Linked DNA regions of Danio rerio: region 1 is linked to region 2. The links are chromatin contacts, called in public Hi-C maps. All regions are on one chromosome and are shown on one strand. Each heading gives the region's core, a stretch centred on a gene start, on an enhancer-like site or on the middle of the called end of the contact. The rest is flanking DNA. Distances are from core to core; before and after follow the strand shown. Region 1 holds the start of mrps23 (mitochondrial ribosomal protein S23). Region 2 holds the start of nufip2 (nuclear FMR1 interacting protein 2).

Evidence for each region. A called contact is a pair of places that touch in the nucleus more often than the background predicts.
Region 1: a Hi-C map of an unstated tissue shows a contact between it and region 2, with 4 times the contacts expected there. The contact joins the promoter of mrps23 here to the promoter of nufip2 in region 2. A contact is called at or near these places in 6 of 18 Hi-C or Micro-C datasets (caudal fin, embryo, hematopoietic stem cells and 1 more) and 2 of 4 datasets of contacts at active chromatin or transcription factors (caudal fin and embryo).

The regions. Positions count from the first base shown.
Region 1 is chr15:32,942,585-32,948,759 of GRCz12tu, forward strand. It overlaps mrps23 (mitochondrial ribosomal protein S23), which reads left to right and starts at 2,096. Exons shown (of 5, transcript NM_001003615.1): 1 at 2,096-2,251; 2 at 2,632-2,808; 3 at 5,605-5,682; 4 at 5,773-5,896. The coding sequence starts at 2,208. The region is part of intron 1 of LOC137487766 (a long non-coding RNA gene); the gene reads right to left. It overlaps nos2b (nitric oxide synthase 2b, inducible), which reads left to right. Exons shown (of 26, transcript NM_001113501.1): 25 at 292-486; 26 at 647-691. The coding sequence ends at 685.
Region 2 is chr15:32,718,774-32,725,213 of GRCz12tu, forward strand. nufip2 (nuclear FMR1 interacting protein 2) reads left to right here and starts at 2,605. Exons shown (of 4, transcript XM_002664642.7): 1 at 2,605-2,780; 2 at 5,502-6,440. The coding sequence starts at 2,636. It overlaps LOC141377866 (a long non-coding RNA gene), which reads right to left and starts at 3,146. Exons shown (of 5, transcript XR_012390913.1): 1 at 3,022-3,146.

The DNA.
Region 1 (6,175 bases), core at 846-3,345, 220 kb after region 2:
ATTAATTATGACTTTTAGTATTCAATATGTTGTCAAATTACTTTTATGATCTTTTATAAATGATTGAACAAAATAAATTATTACTTTTTTATTATTTATTATCTTATTATTATTATTATTATTATTATTATTATTATTATTTAATAAAACAGGAAACTTTCTAAATTAAAATTTAAAGCTTTCTTTTAATGATTTAATTTTTTTTAATTGGCTGCTGACACTCTCAGATAGTCACATGTCATTGCTAGTAGATACTGTTATCCTGCATTTATTTCTGCACTCTTGCTCCAGGTTTATGTCCAAGATATCTTGCGAGAGCAATTAAATGACAAGATTTTTGAGGTTCTGCACCACAACTCAGGACATGTGTACGTCTGTGGAGGGGTGAACATGGCCTGCGATGTAGCTGCTACTGTCAAGGAGATCCTAGTCAATCAGATGGGCATCACTGTTGCTCAGGCTGAGGAGTATCTGTCAAGGCTCAAGGTCAACCACCAACATGACAACACAATTTAGAGCAAATGTCTAACAGCATTTGTGTTTAGGAGTTTTCCTCAAATTAAGAAAATTAAAATCTTAATGTTTTTTTTATCTGTAAAGATATGTGTACACTAATTATTTTGTTATGCATTTTTTTTTATCACAGAATGAAAAACGGTACCATGAGGACATCTTCGGATACTAGTGCTCAAGATCACCTGGACCATTTAGATTTTTTTCAAAACCCAGATACACCAAAAAGAAGAATGTTTAATCCTGTAATTCTTTAATTTTATGCATCTTGTTTGTAAGAAATGGACTCTTTTATCAAGACTTCTGACATTCATCGGTCATCTGCATCTTAAATCCTTGAAAGTTTTTAATAATTAGATTTTTTTAATGTATAAAAATTTATATGTATTTATGTATGTATGTTATCTTTGCATCAAATTACAAAAAACAAATTACTACTAATGGCGACGCAGTGCTCCTGTTTCCCCCACAGTCTAACGACATGCGGTATAGGTGAATTGGATAAAGCTAAATTGGCCGTAGTGTATATGAGTAAATGAGTGTGTATGGATGTTTCCCAGAAATGCGTTGCAGCTGGTATGACATTTGCTGCGTAAAACATGTGCTGGATAAGTTGGCGGATCAATCCGCTGTGGCGACCCCAGATTAATAAAGGGACTAAGCCAAAAAAAAAAAGAATGATTTTTGAGATGTGCTTTTGTGAGATGTGTCTAATGCAGCGTCTATGGGGCAGGACAGTCATTCCTCTGGCTGTCGTCATCAGTTTCACACTATTTTTTTTCCTTTTTCTGAAAGTCTTGATAACACCATTGTTTTTCTTTTATTATTTCAGCAAACAAGATTTAAATATATATATATATATATATATATATATATATATATATATATATATATATATATATATATATATATATATATATATTGTACTTTCCCATTCACTGCGCTCTAAGTTTACCCGACAAAGATGACTTGAGCTGCTGAGAAACCTGGAAATGTAAAAAGGGTCCATAAGTAAATCTGAAACACCACTCGCTTAATAATTTTTTTTGGCAAGTTCCTGATCTGTCAGGGCTCGCCACAGTGGAATGAACCGCCAATTACTTTTATGTTTCATGTGTTAGATACTGTTCCAGCCTCAACCCAGCACTGAGAGTACACTAACTCCTGAGCCCACAGTGCAAATAAACATCACGCAATAAAACACTTTACCCGAAGCAGAAATTTCATAAATTCCCATAAAACACATCAATCCATTATCGGTCGAATTTTATTTTGCCCTTGTTTGTTTAAAAACCAATGCATCTAGTTTGTGTTTGTCAATCAAAATCCTTTTTTCTTAGCTGCATTTTTAACTGTGATGATGGCTTACCTTAAGCTACATATAAATCCCCAGATATTTACTTCTGTAGCTCATACTTTCTTAGATATAAAGTGTTATGTAAATCTGTAATTGGAATTTTTATTTCATGGCAAATTCTGTATTTTGTAATAAAGTAATTATAACATAACTACAAGACAGGTTTTTTTTTTTTTACCTTCGCTTTCGTCTAGTTTGTCTTTGATGGGGATCCATAGTAACACCGGAAGCACTGTATCGCTGCAGCAAAGAGCGTTTCTGTTACTGTCACGTTTTTTTTGATTTTCCAATTATTTATTGTCGTCTAAATAAATTTTTATAATCAAATACATACATTATGGCTGGAAGTCGACTTGAAAAGTTCGGGACTGTATTTACAAGGTAAGCGCCAATGACAGCATGTGCTTCTTCAGATCACTTCAAGGTTAATGGAATGTAAAATACGTTTTAAAACAAGCTGAATTCTAAAGTGTAACAGTTAGTATATTAATCATTTCATAATGCCAATAACGCTTATTTAATCTAAATAAATAATAGCTTTATGTGTGTAACGTTATGTTTGTTTGTTAAAATGACCGTTCGGCTTTATAAAGAGATTTACATACTATTTTATTTGACATTTGTTAATTTGTCATACATTTTACCTAAATGAGTCCAATTTCTGGAGATTTATATAAGCATTTAAGTCTGATTTCTTGAATATTGCTGATGAGATGCAGTTTGTATTGTGAAGCTGAATGATTGGATGCTTGTTTGTAAAGGGTTCGTGATTTATTGCGAGCTGGAGTGCTCAAGCCTGAGGAAAAACCCATCTGGTATGATGTTTATGCAGCTTTTCCTCCGAAGAAAGAACCTCTCTATCAGAAACCCCGCAGACCAAGGGTTCCAGCAGCAGACCCTGTACCTCAGCTCTTCTACAAGGAGGATGAGATCCGAGCGTAGGTCCAAATAAACCGGTTTTTACCCTAATAGCTAATTTTAAGTTTAACAGCCATTTGAATACACTAACTTTGTCATAACTGTATTGCTTTCCCATTGGCCATTGTTTAGCTTTGCACTGCGTTCTTACTGAAGAGTTTTTGTCTTGTTTCCAAATGTCTAAAAATTCTGGCTATATCAAGTAGCATAAACTATTGTCTTATTTTCAAAAATAATATGCCACAATTCAGTGAGTTTTCCCTTAAAACAAGCAAAATAATCTTGTTTTTCATTATGGCATAAGATTATTTTGCTTGTTTTAAGGATAAACAAGACTCTAATTTTGTTTGTCTAAAATGCTTTTTGATTCTTAGAATTTTCAGATATTTAGACAAGAAACAAGACACAAAATCTTAGTAAGAAAAGCTTTTTTCTTTTTTTTTTCTTTCTTTTTTTCTTTTTTGCATTTTGACATTCACTCTTTGCCATTCTTTTGTATTTTTTAAGTTGATTTGGAGCTTGGGTCATAAAGGGGACTGGCATCAGCAAAAAATGAATGCTATAACCAAAGATTCATAGATAAATTGATTAAGTATTTAAAGCCATTTATGTTACACATGCAAACACTCAGGCATGCATACAAAACAATATATGTAACAGTCAGACATGTAAATTATTGCTGCCTGAGTAAATATAAGGACTTTATTTAAAACTTTTCACATAAACAGACACAAACCTTCTAACTGAATCAGTTTTAACTTTTTTTTTTTTTTTTTTGGTGAATAAAAGTGATTTATTGGTATTTTTGTAATTTTGTTAAGTGGTTTTGTATTGATAATACATTATAACAATGGTTTTATATATACAGCCCTTCTGTAAGTTTTTAATTCTTTTTCAAATGTAAATGCTATGACCACTGTAGTGTAAACCCTATACTCCACACCCTAAATTTGATTTTGATAGCAATTTAATAGCAATTTAATAATGTGCTCATTTAGTAAAGCTGCTAGTGAATGGTGCTATACAAATAAACTTGAATTTCCCAGGTGCTAGTGCTTATAGATTTAATAAAGAGTTTCTAATAACTTATTTCTTTTGTCTGCCATGATGACAGTAAATAATATTTAGCCAGTTACTAGTATTCTGTTTAAAGTGCAATTTAAAGGCCTTATTAGGTTAATTTGGCAAGCTAGATTAATTAGACAAGTGTTTGGACAACAGTTTGTTCTGTAGCCAATCAAGAAAAAAAAGAAATCTTTTGGTGGCTAGAATTGTTCATACTAAAAATACACACAAAACATTGATATAGGGCGAAGCAGTGGCGCAGTAGGTTGTGCTGTCGCCTCACAGGAAGAAGGTCGCTGGTTCGAGCCTCGGCTCAGTTTGTGTTTCTGTGTGGAGTTTGCATATTTTCCCTGCATTCGCGTGGGTTTCCCCCACAGTCCAAAGACATGTGGTACTGGTGAATTGGGTAGGCTAAATTGGCCGTAGTGTATGAGTTTGTGTGTGGATGTTTTCCAGAGATGGGTTGCGGCTGGAACGGCATCCGCTGCGTAAAAACTTGCTGGATAAATTGGCGGTTCATTCCGCTGTGGCGACCCTGTATTAATAAAGGGACTAAGCCGATAAGAAAATGAATGAATATTGATATATTGGGGTACATTTAAATAATTTATAAAATTTTACTTAAACCTAGAATGACATGCAACATATGTATAACTTAAAGTAAGTATGAATCCATTCATGTACAATTATGCAAAATGCTTAAATGTGATGGGGAACATTTGATTTGATTCAACTTTTTGTTGACATTTTCTGTTGTTTCACGCATTTTCATCATATTATTGTTTTTAAAAAGTGTATGAGAGATTCACAGTAAATATCCAATAAAGCATAATTAATCTACAATTGCTGTATACTAAAGATTTTGTACAAATAAATGAGAAGAATAATAATGATATGCCTCAGTGTCTAGTTTCCTTCCAGTGAAAGTGGCAACACTTGGAGCCAGTCACATATTTTTACTATCGGAGCTTTAAAAATGATGCTGTTCACAACCAATTTATAACCAACAGAGTTGACCAGGACATAAGAACAAACACAAATTTCTTTTTTAATTACAGAAATGACAAATAATACAGAAAATGTTTGTTTCATGCAAATATTTATTCAGCTTAGAAGAGTAAACGCACACAAAAAAGATGAAAATTACACTTAAATGTTTCATTAATGTATCATTTAGGAGGCAGAGACCATCAAAAATTGGAAGCGTTTATATTTTAGCCATATATTTAGCCAAAATGTAAATACACATACAGGTTTGTTTTGATATACCTCAGATTTGTGTTAATATGCAAAACTGTTTGAGTCACGTTTTTGTTTTTTAAAAAGACTCAAAGAGGCGCAAAATGCACCCACAATTCTAGAATCACCCACACAAGAGAGTTTATTTTTTTAAGATGTTTACCAATTTAAGCTAAATTAATATGTGCTGTTTAGTATTTCCTAAACAACTACACAAAAAATCCCGGTGCCCTTAAATTAATCTAAATCAAATTAATCTTATGAGTTCATTAAATTTATATTATGTTAAACTGACCTAAAACAGCTTGCGTAACTTATAAAATGTGCTGTCATGACTATATGATCATAGAATTTTTACAGTGTAGTTGAAATAAAAATGTTTAAAATATTTAACGTATTTTCAACTAACAAAATGCATTTATTGTTTAATAAAGCAAATGTTATAATTAAATTACATTAGCTGCATGCAAACTGAAATTGTTGTTTGTTTGCTTTTTTGTCTGTGGTTGTAGGAAGTTCTTTGAGGTGTATGGCAATGGACCAAAAGCTTTTGAGCCCCTCATGCCAAACTTTATTTCATCATGTCAGAAGTAAGTCATGATGAAAAACTGAAAGTGTGATTATGACAATTTATTTGTGCATTTTAATTTGCTTATTGTGTAACTGATGTTTTTTTTCAGGTTTGTAATGAAGTACAGTGAATTAGAAAGCAGAGGGGATATCAAACCTGAGCTGCTGTTTGAAGAGACGGCAAAGGCGCTGCTCTCTGAGGGCATTTATTTAAGAAAGAGAGGAGGCCCTGTGGTGAGTCTGAGCTGAATTATTAAACTATTTTAATTAGATTAGATTATTTAGACTTATTATTTATTAATTAGGTAACACTTAATGGTTAACACTTTTTGATGGTCCACTTGAGTATTAGTAGATTGTCTGCTTAATATCTGCTGATACTGCTTCTTTAACAGACATTTAACTGACTATAAGAAACCTTACAAGTACATGTCAACTTACACTAACCCTAACCACAACCCAACAGTCTACTTATAATCCAATGAGAATTAGATAGCATGTAGATGCAATGTA
Region 2 (6,440 bases), core at 1,355-3,854:
CAAATATTTTGTAACTTTGCAATCTTTAGATCAGGATTTTTAAAAATATGTCTGTCCATTATATGTTCAAAATCTGTAACGGAAATTAAATCTCCAGTAATGCTGATTTAACTTTTTTATATTAAAAATATATTGATGTACTAAAATATTGATGAAACAATTTCATATGCAGTATATACAGATCTTGAAGTTCTTGAGCATATAGCAGATGGAAAAATTCAGATTGAGACGTGGAGTGATGAGGAAGATGAAGATAAAGTTTATTACAAACAAGACATCTATACAACAAAAACCTCGTGCTTGTGATTTTGAAAAAGATTACACCAGCAATAATATATATATATATATATATATATATATATATATATATATATATATATATATATATATATATATATATATATATATATATATTATTGTATTCAATGTTGGTGTAATGTTTGGGAAATACAACTGTTCTGACCTGATGTCCATTGACCATAATAAATGTAATTTTTGATTTATACAGGGCTTAACATTAATGATTATTTCTAATGGTCTTTTAGACCAATGGATTTTTGCTTGCAACCATATGTAATTATTTCTTAGTAACATACTTTAATTTGTCAAAACAAGAAAACTGTAGTTGTACACATGTTATTCAACATAATATTCCGTTTTGACAAGTACATAACCTAAAGGAATATATTGCTTACTTATTATCATGAGGATGATCGTGTAGCTTCATTTGGCAAGGGAAAATTAATACCTGTTTAAAAATTATTTAGGGCACATAACACAACATTTCAATGAATTTAAGACTCTTTAAGGACTAAAATTTAGTTTTTGAAATGTAAGACTTTTTAAGACCCTGCAGATACCCTGTTAAACGGTGTTGAATTTTTATTGTTATATATTGGTCTCATTTATAGGAGCCTCAAGAACTGTGAAAACATAATTTTACATTTTTACGTAAATTGGAACATAATTCAAGTCTGAAGGGGATAATTAATTACATTTAGGTATTTTTATGCGTTTTGACTTGATTCACTTAAATGTTAGTACATAGTAGTTAACAACACTTAGTTTACCATATCACCCTAAAGACACGAACACACACGTTTTACTCAACACAATTTTCACTGTCAGCAAGGACTCAGGGGAAACTGAATGATTAAATCTCAAAGATGATCACGTCCTCATTCCAATTAACTGTCAGCATTTCCTGGGAGAGAGAGCAGAACCTGGCCCAGATCTACAGTCTACCCCCACACCGCAGTTCAAGCAGAGCTGGTCCAAAGTGCAGCAGATGGAGTTTAAATAGGCAATTGCTTTTGATAAGCAGAGGTTGGTGGTTTATTATATATATACCTGAAACAGGAAAATAGACAAAAACTGCACTGTTCAAATTGTCAGATCTCAGTTGTTGATCAGATCCAACATTGTCCAACAACTGCATTGTTTGGCTACACAGTATATGTCTGAACTAGGTACTCCCCTTCACGTGACCTCCGTTCCTCTGACTCTGGTCTTTTAAGAGTCCCCTCCACTCGTCTGTGCTCTATGGGTGACTGGGCTTTCGCATCTCTGGCTCTGAGGCTCTGGAACTCTCTCCCCTATGACATTAGACACGCTGAATCTTTTAATTTGTTTAAATCATCCTTGAAAACTCACTACTTTACACCCACCAACTCATGAGGTGTGCATTCTTGGTTTGTTTTATGTTTTAAGATATTTGAATGTTTTAGCATTTGTGAATGTTTTATCTTGAATGATTCAATTTTAATATTATTCTAAACTGTTTTATTTCTGTAACTTTTTTGTCTAAACCCCTTTGAAAATTAAGTTTTAAAGGCGCTATATAATAATAAATTATTATTCAATAGGATAAGAGTTATATTTCTATAGAACAAACTATTGATTTTATATTTTTGCATTTATGAGGAAAAAGCTTCGTTATAAATGTGGCAGACTTGAAACTGCCAGATAGATAGATAGATAGATAGATAGATAGATAGATAGATAGATAGATAGATAGATAGATAGATAGATAGATAGATAGATAGATAGATAGATAGATAGATAGATAGATAGATAGATAGATAGATAGATAGATAGATAGATAGATAGATAGATAGATAGATAGATAGATAGATAGATAGATAGATAGAATAGAATAGAATAGAATAGAACTACTCTTCAAGTCCAAACAGAACCAGAATGTGAACAGTGCTTAGATGTTTAATGCATTACTAAGATTAAACGCGCAAAGGATACCAAGTCTTGTCCAGTGGTTTGTCCAAAAAATGTCTCGCTTATAAGACACACACCCACTGACAGAGAGGAGCACCAAGCAAATCAAAGCACAAAACAAATTCCAATCACTTAAGGCTTAAATTCCCCAGCAGAACACAACACAACAACAAACGCAAACAGAACTGACACAGCATAGGAGCGATTGCACGAGTTCGCGTGACAGCTTCCTGTGGCCTTGACTGGGAAGCATCCACGCCTTGTATATCGCGACGCACGAAACACCGCCCGCCTCTCGCTGGCACCCCCAAACGCAGGCGGTGATTGGGCAGTGCAAATGTCTCAACTCCCCTCGTCCGCCGAGCACCGGTTGAGCACATTCTGTCACTTGCGCTAGCGTTAAATGGAGGAACGTCCCTGCGAAGGGGCAATCGGAGTATTTATCAGCCATGGAGCAGAGAACAGCCCTGATCGATCGAACATATCGGTAAACAATGATCAGAACCACAGTCAGTTCAAGAACGAGAAAACGCAGACGAAGAAAACAGGTTGGTAAACCAGCAGCGCTCGTTGTGTTTTTCTTTGACAAGCTTCAAATGTACGCGTTTACCTCATCGCAGCTTAAACTGAGTGTAATGCGTTGTATTTTATGCTGACCGCACTGTTTGGAATAGTTACAAACAACGTTAGCCGCAAAGCTAGTTAGCGTGAAGGGACATTGACCTTGTGCACCGGTCTCTCGGCACGCATTACACATTTCTCATATACAAAATTAATTCCCAAACATACCTCTCCATTTGGGCCGTTTTAAAGAGCAAAGCGTCCATCAGAAATCAGCATAGCCAGTTAGCTCTGCCCCGTCGCTGCCACAGCAACATGAACCGGCTCCTGTGGAATGTTCCTGCTCGTAGCTTAAGCTTGTTCTGTTATTTCCTGTCCGCCATGATGGACGGCCAAATCTCAGAAACTTCACCGCTACCCGTTTATCTTGCAAAACCGAATGTTTTGGCCAAACTGTTTGGAGAGCGTCGTTAGCTCTGTTCGCTTTTGATGCCCGGGTCATTATTAGTGTTGCTGAGGGGTGTTTGTTTCTGCAGTTTAGCTGGAAACGAGGCCTATTGCTCTTTGACAGTCATGTGAGTGGGCCTGGCAGAGACTGGGCTCGCGCTTACCGCTGATTCCAACTCGGCACCAAGTGGCCTGAATAGAACGCGACGGAAAATTCTATACCCGTTCAAACACAAACGTTCCAGAACCCTAAATAGAAGCAGTCGGAAAATCCTATACATAAACGGCCAACGTGCGCGAGTCTGCGTGTACACCCACATAATCAATTTCAAACAATTAACATTTGCCTTCACTTATTGTGAAGTGTATTTTCTTGACTATTTATCATTGATAATCCTTGTATGAAACACCACAAGTAAGCGCCCCATGCCACGACAAATGCTTTTAACTTATGTTGAATGTTTGATATTAATCAAAAGTGACACTATTTATTTAGCGTATTTTACTCATCGCTTAGTGTTGGAATGCACAACCGGACTTTGTGTTGGACCGTGGCAACGTTTGATGTGGAGCCAGTGTGGAACGGCTCTGTTAGCTATTGTGACATGGAAACTGTGCTACACCGCTACATGTCGCATAAATCGATCATAATTGATGGATAAAACGTCTTGTAACTCCTTTTCCAATGTGTATTTGTAGTTGTCACTTTACAAACTCGTCATAACATATAAACAGTCAGAGCTGCATGCGGCTAATCTATCGGGCTGCACTCTTAGCATGCTAAGCTATCTGATGACTTGGCCGGTTTGTTGATCGAATACGCACTGGTTGTCAAGAGTTAAGTCTTGTTTAGGTAAACATGGTTTAAATAAACCGTTAAAATTGCAAAAGTTATTTCATGTAATTCGGCATAAATGTTGCTCGCTGTCATGCTGCGATTTAACTAGGTTAGCCTAATGTTAACTTACACAATAGTGTGACTTTACTACACAAACAAGCGCTCACGCCTAGGATAAAACGGGTTAAAGTGCTTTGACCTGTGTTTTTCATTAATTTCAGCGTTTTAAGACGTGTCCACCAATACTGGGAAACTACCCAAATATGACTGAGTACTCCATTTTGACACGTCATACCTCCGGTTAAAAATAGGGCGATGTCAGACTTTAGCCGGCCGATGAAAGCACGCTTACAAGGGTTACTCTCTGCACTCCTCATATTTTCAGGCTTAAAGGACATAGGTCGTAAACACCCGTTTAAAACACAGAATACATTTATTACCGCATTTATGTAATTCGCTGTTGATTTGGGGTGTTGTATTGCCCCGTTGCCTCCGATTGTTTACATATACTGTGCAAAAATAGATCATGTCCGGTGTGAATTCATTTAAATCTGTGTACCAAGTTTTCAATATTGTATTATTGCTGATGCCAGTGCTGTGAGGACATACCTTAAGCTGTCATAAATAGTTTCCATAGAAATTATGAAGCCAAGCAGACCATCTCATGCCACTTGTCTAGAAATAAAAAAAAAACATAAGTTTATTTTTTAATCCAAACACTTCAAATTATGATTATTCTGTTGCGAACAACTACATTGAACATATAATAATTATTCTGTGGTGTAACATTATGCAAATTGAGGGGGTGTTTTTTCCTAGAATAAAAAAAAATTCTCACTTTTCAGGAAAATAAGCAGCTCATTACTTCTCAACAATGCTTCTTGAGCACCAAATCAGCACATTTTAGTGGTTTCTGAAATGTCATGTAACACTTATTACTAGAGGAATAGCTGCTGAAAGTTACATTTTCCATTGCAATAATGACAGGAAGGACCTTTCCCCCTTTATTTCTCTCTCGGTGTATTTTGATAAATGTTTATTATTAACAGCTTATTTAAAACTTACACATTTATAGTAGACTTATTTTGAAAACCCCAGATTTTCACTTTATTTTATGAACTGTTTGAATGTGGGATAGTAATGACTATCAGATTTTTCAAGATTTGAGTCATCCTAATCTGCAGTTTTTCATTGTAAGTTCCAGAAGGGAGTTTGTCATCAGCCTGACCCTGGCTTGGTTCCACTGAACATACCTAGTCTAAATATTTCTTGATCTTGTGCAAACATTGACTAGACTTGACCTGTTCTCTTACTGGAGCTTGAGATCAGATCTGGACATTGGCCATCAATTGTTTGTTTAGTGGATCAATTGATACAGATTTGCATTTTGTGTATTTATTGCTTTTGTTTCTTCTCTATGCAGAAAATGGCAAAGTAAATGGAACTTTGAAGGAGGGAGAGGTGACTCCCACATCCTTTAAACCAGACAGCTCCCTGCACCCTGCAAACAGCAATGGCGAAAGACACCTGCTAGACATCAACTTGAAACAGAAGCCCACTCGACGGGCTTTCACTGCTGACTCCACAGGGGACAGAAAAGTTAGAAACACTAGCAGAAACAGCATGGACTTCAAAAATGACAAGTCCTCAGAGTTGAACACACTTGAGGGCAAAAAAGAGGTTTTGGCTTCTCTGAATGGTGTGATTTCGATCAACTCTGTACCACTTACCAATGGTTACCCTAGCAAACCTGGAGCTGACAATGATGGCAGTGGCTCTGAGAGTGGATACACTACACCCAAGAAGCGTCGGGCCCAGAGGAATGGCAAAGCTGGAGACAATGTGACTGCTTCTGCCCAGGGAAAAGCCATGCAGCAGGGCGGCAAACAAGAGCATGGGCCTTTGGCACTGGAGTCAGCCTCTGGTGCTCAAGTGGAGAGTGGCAGAGGCGGTTCAAAAGCTGAGCCCTACCTAAAAGCCAAGGAACCACCTGCGTGTGCCACCCCACCACCTCTGCCAGTGACTGAACTTCAACGCAAAAACTCAGACAGCAAGGCAGCTGGCAAACGGTTCGAGGATCGCTCAAGCAAGGTTAAGGTGGCTAGCTCCACCAAAGAGGACTCATGGACCTTGTTCAAGCCTCCGCCTGTCTTTCCTGTGGACAATAGTAGCGCTAAGATTGTGCCTAAGATCAGTTATGCAAGCAAAGTAAAGGAGAACCTCAATAAGACTGCCCAAGCTGGCGGGGAGGCTCTCACTCCTGCTCCCCAGGTGCCTGGGAGACCACCACAGGTCCCCATGTCAGCGGTGAAAACCATCACCTCGGCTAGCTTTACCAACGGTCCCCTGCCGGGGGAAGGGA